2 separate regions of the Canis lupus genome follow, and region 2 is linked to region 1. The links are chromatin contacts, called in public Hi-C maps. All regions are on one chromosome and are shown on one strand. The core of a region is the stretch at or near the end of the contact, and the rest is flanking DNA. Distances in the headings are between cores, read along the strand shown. Region 1 overlaps FGL1 (fibrinogen-like protein 1). Region 2 holds the start of PCM1 (pericentriolar material 1 protein).

Region 1 (7,815 bases), core at 4,383-6,882:
TTGGTATCATCAAGTGATCTTTTCTCCATTGTCCCATCATTTGTGAATCACAAAGATTATTCTTTTTTTGGAAAACAGAACTATTGTCAAAAGCCAGAGAGTTATAAACCAAACTAACTTAGATAATATACGTTCTATCCTCTTACTTCGATAGGTAATATTTCACAATGACCTATGAGGCTGGGTTTGAATTTAGTGTCTTCGTCTCCTTGGGATTCCAAGTCAGAACCTGCAAGCCCAGAGGGAGAGGCCCTCTGGACTCCATCGCACGGGTCTCGTGTATGGTCTGCTTCCTCTCTTCCTTTCCCTATCTCTATTCTCCATCATGCACAAAAAGGGCCTTGTCCACATTTGTGGACATTCCAGCCCGCACATCCAAGCTCTCTTTACACCCACATGAAAAGCTATTGCTTTACCTCCCCTCAGGCTTAGGGATGTGCCCACCAGCAACACAATCTTCTCAAGGGGGATAGATAAAAAGAGGCATGAACAGGTCCTGGAAACAAGCTCAGGGCTGTTTGGGCAGGGAATGCTGGATTGGCTGTTACTGAGTGTGGGAGGAGTGTGGGCTTCTGTTGGCGGTGGCACTCTAGCCCCCAGACTCTTCCTCCCCTGGAGCTCTCTAATGTGGAATTCTGGAAGAAACCCCTCTAATCTTATCGAAAGGCAGGAGAGCTTATATGAACCAAGACTGTGAAGTGGATGAGAACAGTAAGGCAGGCTAAGTTAACTCTCCTAAAATATACTTTACATTGTAGGAGAGATACGAAGTCTCAGTCTCAATGTTTCAGGTAACCATCTAAATATCTTTATGGTCAATAACTAAATCAAAATGCAATTACAGACCATTCCTAAATTCATTTTATTGCAAACACTTCCAGTCAAAACTTATGTAATGGGGATAAGGCTATTTTCAGAGGAAATTCACTAGCCTTAAGTGCTCTCACAATTAAAGAATGCAGGGACAAAGCATGGGTTTTCCTTGGGATGATGTGATATGTGGTTGTGAAGCCTGGAACTGATAAATACATTTTTGCTGTCATGAGAGTAGGAGACTGAACACCAATTAAAACATAAAGGGGAAGCAGATGTGTTGGCAAAGTACATCTGGGTGAATAAGCATTTAACAATAATTTGAAAAAAAATAATAATTTGACAAATAATTTTGAACTTTGTGTATTTAGAAAGAGCCAAGTGTTACTTCTTAGAGTTTTCATAGTTTCAGTAAGAAACCAGATAACTATTAATGTGTCCCAAAAAAAGCAGGTATGATAAGTGTTATATATCTATCATAAAGCACTCAAAACTATGAAAATAAATACATTGAAGGAAGGGATATCTTATATAAATTTAGAGAGCATTGATCACAAGAAGGACAAGCAAAGAAAGTTCTCAGGATTCTAAGATTATCTATTCTCTCTGTCTATTATTCTGGTGTCTCAAAGATCCCTATAATTATAATCCTACTTATGAATTATGAATATAGAAATACCAATAACTTTCCTTAACTTGGATGAAACAAGCAAACTCTTGCTTTTATGTTTAATGCATTGCCAGTATGATATAGCATACTTTCTTGAGCAATACAATTGCCTTTTATAAAACATTCTGCATCAGACCTCAGTGGGGCTGCCTATGATCTTGGCTTTACACTTGAGACAAGGAAGGCAATGGGCTGGAGTAAATTTTGATCATGGGAAAGAGAAACTTAGAAAATTCATCAAACTAATGATATTTTAGGCAAATACTGAACCCTAACAGAAGATACCCATGCAGTACATAAGACAAGGGGAATCATACAGATGTCTTCAATTTGAAATGTGTCAATAAAATAAAACCGCTTGATGGATGGCTAGATATGTGATTAAAATAATAAAAACACTAAAATGTTAGTGTAGAATCTAGGTCGTAGGTTGAATCTTTTGTCAATTTTGCTGTATCTTCGAAATTTTTCAAAATAAAAGCTGAAGGGGATAGAGACAAGAAGATTTCTTATGGTGTTTTTTGCAAAAACAGCCTCAATGACCTAAATGTTGGCCTCAACCTTTGCAATGCCACTTTGTAACTCCTTCCATCAAGTCTGTTTCCCTTTTTTGATTTGTTTTGTTTTGTTTTGTTTCCCATTAAATTGCGCTGCTCCTGTGACTTGCTTTTACCAGAAGAAGGCAGTAAAAATGATCATGTGCCGGTTCTAAGGCTAGGTCTCAAGAAACTTCGGTACTTGAACTCTCTCTTTTTTGGAACACTGCCTGCAGTACAAGAACAGGTCCAGGCAAGCTACCTGGAAGGTGAGAGACGGTAAAGAGCAGAGCTCAGTGGTTCCATCTGAGACCCACTATAATAGCCAGCCTCCAGCAGACCAGGACATGGGTCACAGACCCATGAGCACGCCCAGCCAAGATCGGCAGCACGCAGCCTTGATGAGCAACACCGCCCAGCCAACTTGTACATTTGTGAGCAATAATAAATGTTTGTGACTTTAAGCCAATAAATCTTGAAGTGGTTTGTTACATACTATTATTGTGACAGTAGATAGCTGACCCAAGTATAATTTGAGGAACTTGAAGCATTAAAAAAAAAAAAAAAAAAAAAAAAGATGATGACATTATATTTCCTTTCTGGAAATAGAAAATAAATATATGAGAAATCTCCCATTCCAGTCCAGATCTAGTTTTCTTTGCTTCTGGTCCTAGTTTTAAGTGACCACAGTTTATAAGGGGGATTATTGCCCAGAAGGGATCGTGGCCATCTGCAAAACACAGCAGTTACTGAATTGGTTCTGTTGCCTATGGTTTAGTGAAAACATTTTAGTGTTGTTTCTTTTTAATCGTACTTCAAGTGAATTTGGTAACAGGCAAACCTTACCTTGCGTGGTCAGTAAGTGAAGATTTTTGTTACCCAACCAATATTCACCATTTTCCTGAACAAAATTTCCAAAGCCATTTTCATAGTCATCCCAGCCCCTAAAAAAATTTAAAGTAAAAGCTGATTTTAGCAAAACCCGAAAGGACCTTTGGAGTAACCCAGGTACCCACCCCTCCTAACTACTGCTCACAACCCCCAACATTTTCTTGATTACTAAATGAACTTTCAGTCTCTTACTTAGAGAGTGAAATTCTAATTATAGACCTCAGGATATAATAAAAAGGCTTAGTTTCTAATCTCACACATGCTACTCCAAATAAATCCTTATGTCATAATTAGCACACCTGTTAAAATTCTCACTGCCATCAGATCGTCTCTGAATTACAGTCCATCCTCCTCCATCAGACATGTCACAGTAAACGGAGAATATTGCTGGGCTCTGGAGAGGTTTGATTTTGTAAAATCCACTGCGCTTATACCCATCATTAAAAATCTCTGAACAGTCTGTTTGCAAAACAAAGTAATGTAACATTTGTTATGTGTCTTTTTTCACCCCCATGGGAGCCTCTGGATAAGATTACCTCAATACTAATGGAGACAGATAAACACATGGTATAGATAATCAGCTTTTTAAAATTGCATCTTGGATGTCTTCCAGTAGATATTAGGCAAGTCTCATTTCCTTTCCTAGTATTTAATGATCATCTGACTCCTTGACATGATCACAAAAATAAAATAGGGATTTGATTTCTTATTTCTGATTTTTGTGGAAAATAATGAAAAAATTATATATATTCAGTTAATTACAGTATATTTAAGTGGAGCTTATAGCTTTATCTGACAGGATAACAGAACTGATCACTCCTATGATGCTGAAATGGAAGTAGAAATAAAACCTCAAACAATTTAATATGGGTTATCTTGACTTCAAGCATTATAAATCATTCTGAACATCTGGAGATGAATTCAAAATAGTAATCTTCTTGTTAGAGTCTTATAACCTCCCAGGCTCAACCTCCCAGGCTAACCCACTGAAATTTCTAACAGTCCATGCATTCTTAGATGTTTTTGCTAAAAACTGCAAGTTTCCACTCTTCCTTTTATCCCTGTATTCTTCTTTGCCATGATAGTTCTTTGACTATTGAAGCAAGCATTAGATACCAATTTGTTATCAAAAAGTAATATGAATTTCTTAAATTGCTTGAGGGTAGGATAAATTAATTGCCCCTGGGTCTCATCTAGGCAGATACATACACATTTAGAGAATATGGCGAGAGAATGGACTTCACCATTGTTTCGATGCCTAGGAAGCTATGTTTACAGGTTGGTTGAAGTTGTGGTCGCATTAAGAGATGGTCTCAGATGGTTACAGACTTTTGAGTAAAAATACTATAGCTTAACACTATAGCTAACTTTCACTCTTTACCCTTATCATTTTGTTAATTTCCTTCTTTTTTTAAAAAAAAAAATTTCTGTTCCTGATTGGATAATTCTATTCTGTTAGCATATTTTAAAGTTCTATCTTCATTTTCACTGTTTTGATGCCAAACTGTCTACAACTCTATTTTGTTACAAATAAAATATACTGCACATTAAATTGGTGAATAGGCAATATGAATTAAAAGAGAAAGGAAAATAAACTTAGTCACTTCCAAAAGCCCTCACCAGGGACACCTGGGTGGCTCAGTTGTTGAGGGTATGCCTTCCGCTCAGGGCCTGATCCTGGGGTCCTGGGATCGAGTTCCACCCTGGCTGCCTCCCCCCCCCCCCCCCCCCCACCCAGGGAGCCTGCTTCTCCCTCTACCTATGTCTCTGCTGCTCCCTCTGTGTCTCTCATGAATGAATAAATAAAATCTTGGAAAAAAAAAAAAAAGCCCTCACCAGCTTGAGACCAATCATATACTACTGCTTTGGTGAGATGTTCATCTTTGTAATGATTTAGGCTTTATTTGTGTATTTATTTCTGAGTTTCAGAAGCTCATTCTTTATGTGTGCTAGATTCTTAAAAAAAAATCCTTTTTTGGCAATTAAACAAGAAGAAAAACATTACCTAAAATTGGTTCAGTGTTGTTCAAAAGCTTACATTTTGTGGTCAAGTAAATTGTACAACACTTTTCATTAAAATAAGCAGATTTTAACCTTGTTAAGAAAGGAGCTCTTTGCTTACATATAATCTCCTACCAAAGAGCTGAATAGTAAAGACTCCAAAGATTCAAACTATTTTCCAGGCAAATATGGAAATGATTAGCTATAACTTTTTCCTCTGGAAAACTTTGTGAAAATAGCATTTGCAGCCAATATTTTCTATTTGTTTCTATTTTATGCCAACTGCAAGTTTGTTTGTGTTTAAAAATTTTTTTTTCCTTCTTCCCAGAGGAAAAAACCAAACACAACTTAAATCCAGAGGAAAGCTTTCAACTTAAAAAAAAGGGGGGGGGATAAACACAAAAATACCCATCAAGTGAAAAAACATAAAAAAAAAAAAAAAACAAAAAAACCCCACCAGTATTAAAATTGCTCATAAGAAATAAGTTAGAAACAAGGAACCTGCCTTGGGGAAATGTGACTTGCACTGTGATAGCAGGAAGGTCAAGCAATGTAGGCTGTGAAACATTAACTAGGTATTTAAAACTATGATTTTCAAAATCTTTCGACCCACTCAACTCTCTGAAGAATAATAGGCAGGCAAAGGCAGGGTTACAAAGCTCTGTGTTCATAGGAGTTCAAAAAAACAAAAAGGGAGTTTTGGGCACTTACATAATACTAGACTGAGGCCAAGATTTCCTGCCCTCTGACAAACACTGCACTAAACTGGACGAGGTGAATACTTTCTCTGATCATGCAGAAAGCAAGACATGCTGGAAGGCTAAACATTTAAGCTTCACAAAGTGACATGACAGCCTGCCAAATGGACTTCCCTCTTGTCCCGGGATGGTGGCTGAGCTCAAAGCTGAGAACCAAAGACACAGTGTACCCCACATTCTAAACTCAAAGAAAGGCCAATGTGAGCTCAGCAGCCACTCAGGGGCATGCTGGGAAATGCTAGAGCTAGCCCTGCTATAGTCATTCTCACCCCCCAGGTGACATTAAGAAGGAAACTTAAAGGAAGAAAGGATCTTGCTTCTTTGGAGAGGGCATGATTCTTGAGGGATAGGGAGTGTGGGCTCTCTCCTGTGAAAACAAGGGAGAGAGTACACAATGCAGATAGATGGCTGACTTTCATGGGGCGGTTCTTTTGTACTAACTGCTATTGTAATCATGTTACATGTGGTAACTCTTAATCTTTACAATAAAGAAGCATTCTTAAAATTCCACTTTACAGATGGGGAATATGAGGGCCATAAAGGTTAAGTAACTTGCTCAAAGGCTACAGCTAGCAAGATGGGCAGCTGCAATTTGAAACCAGACTTCAATGATTCTACCATAGATGAAGAATATTACACAGACCTAGTGACTTCTGGGTTTTCTTTTTTTAAATGTGATATCCAAAGCCAGAAAATGACTATCATCTATCTTATTATATGTGTTATAATTTTATAAGACAAACACACATACACACACTATAATGGTTTGTCTAGACCCTATTCTTGGGATTCTTCGATCCTACTCCTGCTTATATAGTCAGTGCCTCCTCTGACCTTAACCACTACACGTACTGCCTCAAGAGATTTGTCTCATAAAGACTGAGGGCCCTGCAGAAGGGGATCTGGTTAAACCAGTGATCTTGTTGGTTGAATAGATATGATGCCACAGGCTGTTGTGATGGTCACCAATTAATGTGACTGTACCACTATTATCTTTTAATTTATATACATAATTCAATAGCAGCCAAAAGCTTCAACAAAAGATGCATTTAATTATATGTTGTATAAAAATCACATGATTTGTGCATTATTTGTACAAATTGCTAAGTTGTATGCAACCAGGTGTTTTCTACCATGAGATGAATTAGAATTCAGAAAACAAATTAGTACTAATACGGCAACTTGTAAATAAAAACAAAGAAACTCATATTTTGACAGATGGTATACATGAAAATTTAATTTTTTTAATTTAAGGGAGCCAAAAACAAACTTTGGTAGCAAGTTCTTATATATCTTATACAATATTACATATATTATGTTAAATATATTTTTAGTATTTATGGTTGTTATATATTTCATTTATCCAGGGTTTGCCCTTGGCAGGCTCTCCAGTACTATGTGCCTATATGCTAAAAGATAAAGCCAAATTATAATTTATTCCTCCTTTTCCCTCATGATTCTACTGTATATGAAGAATATTACACAGATCTACTAACTTCTGGGTTCTTAAAAAAATGTTTTATCCTGGGATGCCTGGGTGGCTAAGCAGGTGAGCATCTGACTTTGGCTCAGGTCATGATCCCAGGGTCTTGGGATCAAGTCCCGCATCAGGCTTCCTGCGGGGAGCCTGCTTCTCCTTCTGCCTATATCTCTGGCTCTCCCTCTGTGTCTCTCATGAATAAATAAATAAGACCTTTAAAAAAATGTTATATCCAAAACCAGAAAATGTCTATCTAATTACATGCATTGTAACATTATAAGACATACACACACTATAATGGTTTGTCTGGACCCTGTCCATGTGTTCTTCCATCCAACTCCTGCTTATACAGTCTTCCACTGACCGTGGCATTTCCATTTCCTAGTAACTAATTTGTGCTTTATTCCTTGGTGACTTCTCGTTTCCCAAGGACTCCACGCAGCGCTCCTGACACAAGGATTGGAGTTTTAACTCGTAAACCTCATTCTTCCCATGACTGGTTGCACAGTACTAGTAACAATCATCCAATCACCTGCCTCCTGGCATGATGGGACACTTGAACACTTGAATCTGTGTTCACAACCTGCTCAGATTATATTTGAGTAGATACCCTGGGTTTTGAGCTTAGTTTGGAATTTGGAATAATGGGAACTTCCCTTCCACCCG
Region 2 (7,837 bases), core at 1,193-3,692, 40 kb after region 1:
GACCATGAATTTTGAAAGCATAATGACCATATTGACTTAAATAATATTTTTAATCATTTGAATTGTTTTAATGACAATAGCCTCTACATATTTAAAAATAATAGGTATATATAAACAAAAAGATGATTACGGTGATGATAATAAAGATAGCTAATATTTTGAGGCCTTACCACATATTAACTTTTTCCATTCATTCTCTTATTTAATCAAAAAAGTCCCCCCCCCCCAATCCCTCCAAGTTTAGTAGACCCCAGTATAACCTAGACTCTACCACTTGGAGCTGTCAGAATTTTGGTTATTTATTTAACCTTTTGTTTCTAAAATAGAACAAATGTGAAATCAATCTCTTCAGGAGAGTCAGGAGAATTAAGAAAATCACAACAGATAAAATGCTTAATTTGTGCCTTCTATCAAATACTACTTAAAAAAATCCCTGCAAGGTAGGCAATATTATTGTTCCCTCCCCTTTATTTTATAGAGCGGGCAGTTGAAACTCAGAAAGGTTCAGAAACTTGCCCAAGATCTCAGAGCTATCTAGTGGTGTAATTAGAATGGGGCATAGGGCACCCTGTGCTTTGGATTCTCATAGCACTTTGTTTTCTTACAAAACAGAATTTATTTACATCACATCCTACTTCTCCATCATTCTTTAAAATATTAGCCTTCAAGGGCAGGGACTATGAATTCGTCACCTAATCATCAACGTTAGACACACAGAAATGTACTCAAAAACATAAGACAGTGACAAAGATCATTGCGATGACTTTGAACCTGAATATAGTCTCAGAAAGAGTTTAATTTACCTGAATTATGTATCGAGATAACAGTTCTACTACTACTCGGCTTCTTTGAACAACTTCTGTTGGGGATTGAGAACAATTTGTTGTTGGAACCTAAATGCCCATTATTCATTCATTCTACTCTTTGCTTAAGCTCATCTCACAAACTGTCTGAAATATAGAATGCCCTCGCACTCAGGTAAAATTGGAAGTGTTTTAACTTTTCAGGTAAGTACACGAAAGGCCTTAAAAGTCATTACCCCCGCCCCCCCTTTTTTTGGCGTGTTAGGAGTGTTAGAAGGGAAACAGCAGGCCCCCAAATGGAACGTGTATGCTAAACCCCACCTCAACCAACTCAGCCTTAATATCTGACCTAAATGCAGTTTCAACACCCCAGTAAACGTAACCTTTAGTCAGAATTACTTGGCCATCAGTAGGTCAGTAATCCACCTGGCAGGGCTTTCCTTTTCACTTAGGAAGGCAACCTTGCCAGAATCAATGCATTCTTTGCTAGTAATTTCCTTTTTTCCATTCTTTGCTAATAATTTCCTTTTTTCCACCCCCAATCTGCCCTTACAAACATTCCCGTTTCTACAGCTGCAGGATCTCCCTATTTGCTAGATGGAACGCTGCTTAATTCCTAATTCGTCCAATAAAGCCAGTTGGATCTTAGCATTCACTCGGTTGAATTTTTCTTTCTTTTTAAATTAGAGAATCTGTCAATATATCGTTCTTGATAGAGCTACTGCCGAGGTGGGGAGCATAAATAAAAAGAGAATTCAGACTTAGTTTTAAGAGAAAATTCCCCAATACTAAATTTTGATTAAAACCATCTGGTTCTTCCAATTTTTCCTTATTTTTTTTTTTTAAACGAGAAAAATCTGTCCATATACCGTTCTTGATAGAGCTACTGCCGAGGTGGGAGCATAAATAAAAAGAGAATTCAGAGACTTAGTTTTAAGAGAAAATTCCCCAATACTAAATTTTGATTAAAATCATCTGGTTCTTCCAAAGGAAAAAAAGGAAGACATTAATCCAAGGTGGTGTTCATCCTTAACATTTAGGATTCTCCCCGAGTAGCTAGCTATCTGGTTAATTGGTTTACCCAATTAGCTTCCCATTATCAACGGCCACTGTGTACAATCAGGACTAGTTCGTTGCTAAAGGGCCTTCTGGTTTTCGTCTCTTCGTAACCCGGATGTGGGTGGGCAAGAAACAGAAGACGGACTTCGGTCTTTCTCCCCGCCCTGCAGCGGGATCCGGAGCTGACAGCCAGCCACACAGAAACCCAGAACGAGCCTCCGTTTTTTCCAGCTGAGGAGGAGGCTCGAACTCCCTTTCCGCACAGGTCGCCGAGCAGCGCCCGCAGGTCCACAGCATGCCGGGATTTGTAGTTCTCCCTCTCGCGATGGACGCGCGGACGCCGATAAACCAGGGTCGAGTTGGCCTTCTGGGATATGTAGTCTCCGGTCGTTCCTCTGCGTCAGCGGCGCCGGGCTCAAAGCGCCCCCGAGGTGACACCACAGGCTCGGGCGGTCACGTGACTCCGGGCTAGCGCGTCGGTCGCACTGCGGCTCCTGCGCGGCCGAGTTCTCGCCCCCGCGCGGCCGTTGCCGAGGCGACGGCGCAGTCTCCCGGCGCGCGGCCCCCTCTGCAGTGCCCCCCCCCGCCCCTCTTCTCCCACCACAATGAGATCTAAGATGGCGGTGGCTGCGGCGGTTGGCGCCGAGTAGCTGAGGTGGAGAAGGCGGCCATTGGGCCCTAGGCAGCCGGGGAACTTGTGGGCGCTCCTTGCTGCGGTCTCTAAGGTGGCGGGTCGTGGGGCCTGACCGCTACTCTACCTTCGGCAGGAGCGGCGGCTTCGTTTACAGGTAATGCTGCGCGTCCCCGGCCCTTGGCAACGGAGGGCGGCGCGGCGCAGGGGCGGGAGAGCAGCGGCTCCTGGACGCGCGACCCTGTGGGGCCCCGCGCCTGGGTCTTCTTGCTTCCGGCGTCACGTCCCCTGGGCAGGCGGTCGGGCCGGAGGACGTGGGCTCGGCCTGGGCGGGCACCGGGGGACGCGTTGGTGGCTGCAGAGCCCCCGGCCGTGCCTCCCCGCCCCTCATTTTCTGGCCCCGAGGAGGAGGCCGCCCTGGGGCTCGGGCGCCGGGGCTCTAGTTGGGGTCCCAGAGCGGCCGCGGCCGACGTGACCGCGCCCCGCCCCCAACCCCACTCCCAGACTCCCTTGGGGGGGCCCGTCGGCGTCCGGATTTTGGGGTGCAGAAGGCCGGGTGAGGAGCGCCGCCGCTTCTGCGTTGCGCCGTGAGCCGCGCGGGGTTTGCCGTCTCGGGGATCCTCCGAGCAGAAGAGCGGGACGGCGGGGTGGGAGTAGGGGCCTGGGGCGGGGGGGGGAGGCGCCCCCGACTGGGCCAAGAGGTGCTTCATGCGGCGAGCGGGAGTAGTCGAGCTGTGTGTCCTGCAGGACCGGTGAGAAGGGGCCGAGGGTCGGGGAACGTAAACGCCGGAGTGGGGATTCGGGAAGCTTTGCTTGCTCTGCAGAAACTGGCGTTTGGGGATTGGAGAACTGGCCCTGCCAGGGAGGCGGGTCGCCCAAACTTTTCGTCCTGCGGCCCACTCCGGAGGACCTCGCCTCGTCGGATATTTTTCTTTTTTTTATTTTTTTTTATTTTTTTTCTTTTTGGCGGGTTTTGAGGTCCGTGTCGTGCGCCCTATGAGGAACGGAGGGTAGTTTGGCGCTGGGAGCAGCGGGCTCGCTGGGCCCCCTGCGGCCCCCGCCCCACTACTGCCCTCCAGACTCCGCCCTCTGGTATTCTCTGGTTACTGGAGTGGGTGCCCTAGGGCTTCTGGTGCACCTGCTCTTTTCTTTTCAGTCTCACCTTCTCGGTGAGCGTCCTGGAAACCGTTGTAAGACGGAGGGTCTAAACTGAAGGCAGTAAGCCTTGTGTGTCTCCAGTGACAAAGTTGTTTTCTTGTAGGGTAGCTTTCAAGGAAAGAAACTTTATTATTATTGGATATACAAAGTTCTTGAATGGTTGGGAGTGGCAGAAAGTTCATGACAACAGGAGCAGTCAACTTTGGCATGGCTCTTTTCAGGATAATTAGAGTTAACCGTTTTTACCACATCCCAGAGTAGCTATTAACGTATCCCTTTGTTGGGTAGAATCTTAGAAGTATGGATAATTTAAACGTTTACGTAGATCACGTGGTTTTTTCACAAGCACTAACGTAACCAGTCTAAAATATTGATAAGTTGGATTTTTCCTTTTCTGTTCATTTTTCTAGACATTTTAGGTTGTAAGTATAGTTAGTGTTTGTTATTCTATACTCCATAGTATAAGTAAATTTACTAAAGTGGTTTTTTTGTTTGTTTTTTTTAAATCACAAGCAGGCAACAGCTTTGAAGCCTGAAGCAGGGAAGGAGCCATTTCTGAAGTAGTTTAAAACTAGTTTTTAAACAGGTAATTTGACATTATCTATGTTACTGTTTTTTGTTTGATAGTTGGAGACTTTAAAATGGAGACTGCTATCAACATACCAGTGCGTGGTTGAGGACCCACTCACTGTATTTAGTAAACAGACCAGGGGTTGCTGCCCTGTGTGCATTGCTTTTTGGCATGCCACTTTGGTCTGCTTTCATACTTTTGCTAGAAAAGAGCCATGTCATTCCTAATTATTAAATACTGGAAAAATTTAAGCAATGCCTTTTGAAATGTCTTTCTTTCCAGAATTTTTTCAGGTCGTTCGAGTTTAGATTTGTCCTATGACAGCTATTGGATTGCCTCTTTTTACAAATCTATGTAATTTTAAGTCCTTTTCTACAACTTTTCTATTAGTTGATTTTAGAAATTTTTATTTACAGATTACTTCTTGAACTTGTTACATCCACTTTTGATTTAAGTTTTGCTTTTTTTTCTTTTAGGTGTCTAGAATTAAAGTTTTTATGCACAGTGCATTATCAAATGCTGGTTATGTACAGATACTCTCTGACCAGCAAAAAATGTCCATGTAAGTTCAGAGGGAAGTTAAGTAGTTATTTGCCAAGGGCAGCTGAGAAATTAAATGATTCATGGATGAGGATCAGAAGAAATTTTTGTTAAATGTTTAAGAAGTAATTGCTCTTTTAAGAAGTGTCAGAGTCTGAATTTAAGTCCACTGTTGAAATTTTAAGATAACCCATTTTCAAAATATAATCTAATATATCTTTGCTTTCCAGGAAAGCAGATAAGTCCTTTGTTCCTTTATGAACTAAGCTAACGTGAGAAAGTACAGATTGGCAGTTGATTTATCTCTTTATTACAGTTTTCAGTATTTTTTTTTAATTGGAAGACTAACAGGACAAGAAAAATAGAACTCAGGGAAGGTCAAATGTTTGCGTATTAGAGTTCTTGATACAGCAGGCATTTAGTAAAATAAAAAGAATTATAAAACCAGTTATAAATAATTATTTTTTGACACATTATGAAAGATGTATGAGATGGAATAAAAATATAGGGCAATTATGTTAACTCACTTTAGAAGGCCTTGATTTTCTCATTAGAGGATTTGACCATTTGTAAAAGAGACAAGTTTATTTGACACTTGGGAAAAATAGAAATCACACTAGGGGATTCATTTAGAAGCCAACAGAGTACATTGTAATACATTCATCTTACAAATTTAATTGAGTGCCTACAGTGGGTGACTTAATGACTGTAAAGTACTGGAGATATGGTAGTGAGCAAAACAGGCAAGGTGCCTTATCGAATAAATCTACGTTTTGAAAGTGTTCATTTGTGTGTGTGCAGTATGATATAGTGTACCTTAATAGTGAACATAGCCAATGACATTTTATAACTATTTTTCTGCTCTCTGACAGTTTGCAAGTAGAAGCAAAGAGCAGGTAGTGGGGTTTATCCAGAATTGAATTGATAGGACGGTTAAATCAGTGAGGAAGTCAAGGATGTTTGCAAGGCATTTTTGGAATGACTTACTTGGGCTTGTGTATGGGGTTGAGTAAAGAAGCAAGGGATTAATGGGTTTCTGGAAGGAAGAATGACCAAGGGACTGGAAGTTTGCAGCAGGGCCAAGAGCAGGTTCAGGGAGAATGACCAAGTAAGAAAGTGAAATGCTAGGACTTAACAATCAGAAGGAAGGATTTCAGAACTTCAGGACCTTGAACAAATTGCCAGTCCAGAGTGAAAACTGTATTGGAATAGAGAAGATGAGATAGACATTAGATCTCAATTTACAGTCTTAGAAAAATCAGGAAAGTAGGAAATGACATGGAGGATGAAACCACGAGCCAGTTGTTACCAAGAAAAGTGCAAGACTGTCTTGGAGAGGATAGTAGGAAGTGGTACCCAAGGTAGGGGGGTGAGATTTTGATGACTAATTTGTTCAGAAGAGGAAGATGAAGCATTAGTTAAATAAGAATGGTAAATGTGATCCTTGTGAATCTGAGGGACTAGGAAGAGCAGAACTCCTTTTAGAAAGGATTTCCTGCTGAGGAAATAGTGATTTTAGAGGGATTTGGAATTATATTGAACCTAAAGAAATAGGAGGAACGTTGGGGGACAGATGGGGGATGTATGGAAGTTTGTAATGCTCTAGTGGAAGGGGATAATAGGAAGCTGTTACCAGTGAGTATGGGACTGGCAGTGAAGACTGAGATTCCAGGTTAATGGCGATAGCAGGGCCTGCAGATTTATTTGGGTGTTATATGTAACCCATGACAAGGAAGTGATAGACTTTGAATATAAGTTGTAGGGAGGGAGATGTCTTAGCAAGCAGAATTTAATTCACCTCATTGTTCTCACTTCTCTGAGCACGTGTATATTTTGTTGATGTGAAATGTTCTACACAGAATAACTATACCATGAGATAGACCTGATGCAATAATTAGTACATAGTTCTGATATGGTTTTTATTGATTCAAATGGAATGTTATGTTTTGTTAGTCTTTTTATCCTCCCCTCAATGTCTTAACAGGGTTTTTTTGTTTTGTTTTGTTTTGTTTTTTTAATTTGAAGAGGGTAATTACCAAGATATCTTAAGTTCTGGAAAGTCTAGAGGGTCTCAAATTGAAAGTGCTGTGGGGAAGATCCTGTGTTAATCCTTTTTTTTTTTCTTTTTTTTTTTCTAGGTACTTGACCATCTTAAGCACAGAGAAGAAATTGAGAAGTTCCTCAAATGAAACTGACTAAACAACACCTAAAACTAAATACTTACTCATTTTCTTCTCAGTTTCCATTAAAAGTGCTTAATACACTTGGACACTGTATGAAGACTTTCAAAACCGTGTACCAGGTATTTTTATAATTAAAAATAAAGTAAAAGAAGTACTTCAAATAATGCAAACTTTAGAAAACTTGTGCCGATATATAAAGTACCACCTTTGGTTATTTTTGTGACTCTGAGTAAAAAAAAAAAAAACAGTACTTCCTACATTATTATTTGGATGAGTATTTCTGAAATCTTCATTTACAGTCGTCAAGATGGTATTTCCAGAGATGGTTAAGAGTAATTTAATGCCGTTTCACAGATAATATCTGAATTTAAAGAATTTAGAAAAATAACATTTTTTTCTCTACTTAATTATTTTTTTCTTTATATTCTTATTTCAAAGATTAACCTTAGGTCAGTCATAGGTATTCCTGTGGCAATTAATACTGTAATTGAACACACACACACACACACACTTTTCTATGGTAAGAGTCCTGCGGCAGGATTTTCTTCAATAAGATCAGTCATGGAAAGTTTGTAAATGCCATAGTATTTTTGCATTTTGTACCTTTGCGAGAAAAGGGAGCCAGATAAGGCTCTCAAAAATAGCTAAATGAAACTTAATTAGTTGCAAATTAGTTTAGTAGGTCATAGGATGGGTAAAAGTGCTTGTTTAAAGTAGAAGAATCTAACTTTTATCCTTAGTTCTTCCCATACTCCTCTCCATCCGTTACGCTAATTGTTTACCAGTGGTTTCAGCTTTTCCATTTTATTGTTTTTCTAATAAATCTGCCTGGCAAGATCTCTCTCCACCCCTTGAATGGATTCAAAGGAGTATTTCTATCCTTTGAATACTT

What was found. Hi-C and Micro-C count contacts between places; a contact is called where the count stands out from the background.
Region 2: a contact with region 1 is called in a Hi-C map of liver, with 2.6 times the contacts expected there. The contact joins the promoter of PCM1 here to the enhancer-like site in region 1. A contact is called at or near these places in 2 of 9 Hi-C or Micro-C datasets (amygdala and liver).

What each region holds. Positions count from the first base shown.
Region 1 is chr16:42,056,504-42,064,318 of UU_Cfam_GSD_1.0, forward strand. It overlaps FGL1 (fibrinogen-like protein 1), which reads right to left. Exons shown (of 8, transcript XM_038560275.1): 4 at 3,210-3,369; 5 at 2,866-2,963. Among named protein-coding and RNA genes, the nearest start is that of FGL1, 21 kb to the right of the region's middle. Within about 2 kb of position 5,633, at least 4 of the 20 cell types and tissues checked have an H3K27ac peak or open chromatin away from gene starts, as enhancers often do. A contact at or near this core is called in liver, where this site is marked.
Region 2 is chr16:42,100,036-42,107,872 of UU_Cfam_GSD_1.0, forward strand. It overlaps PCM1 (pericentriolar material 1 protein), which reads left to right and starts at 2,443. Exons shown (of 43, transcript XM_038560292.1): 1 at 2,443-2,650; 2 at 4,168-4,237; 3 at 6,901-7,064.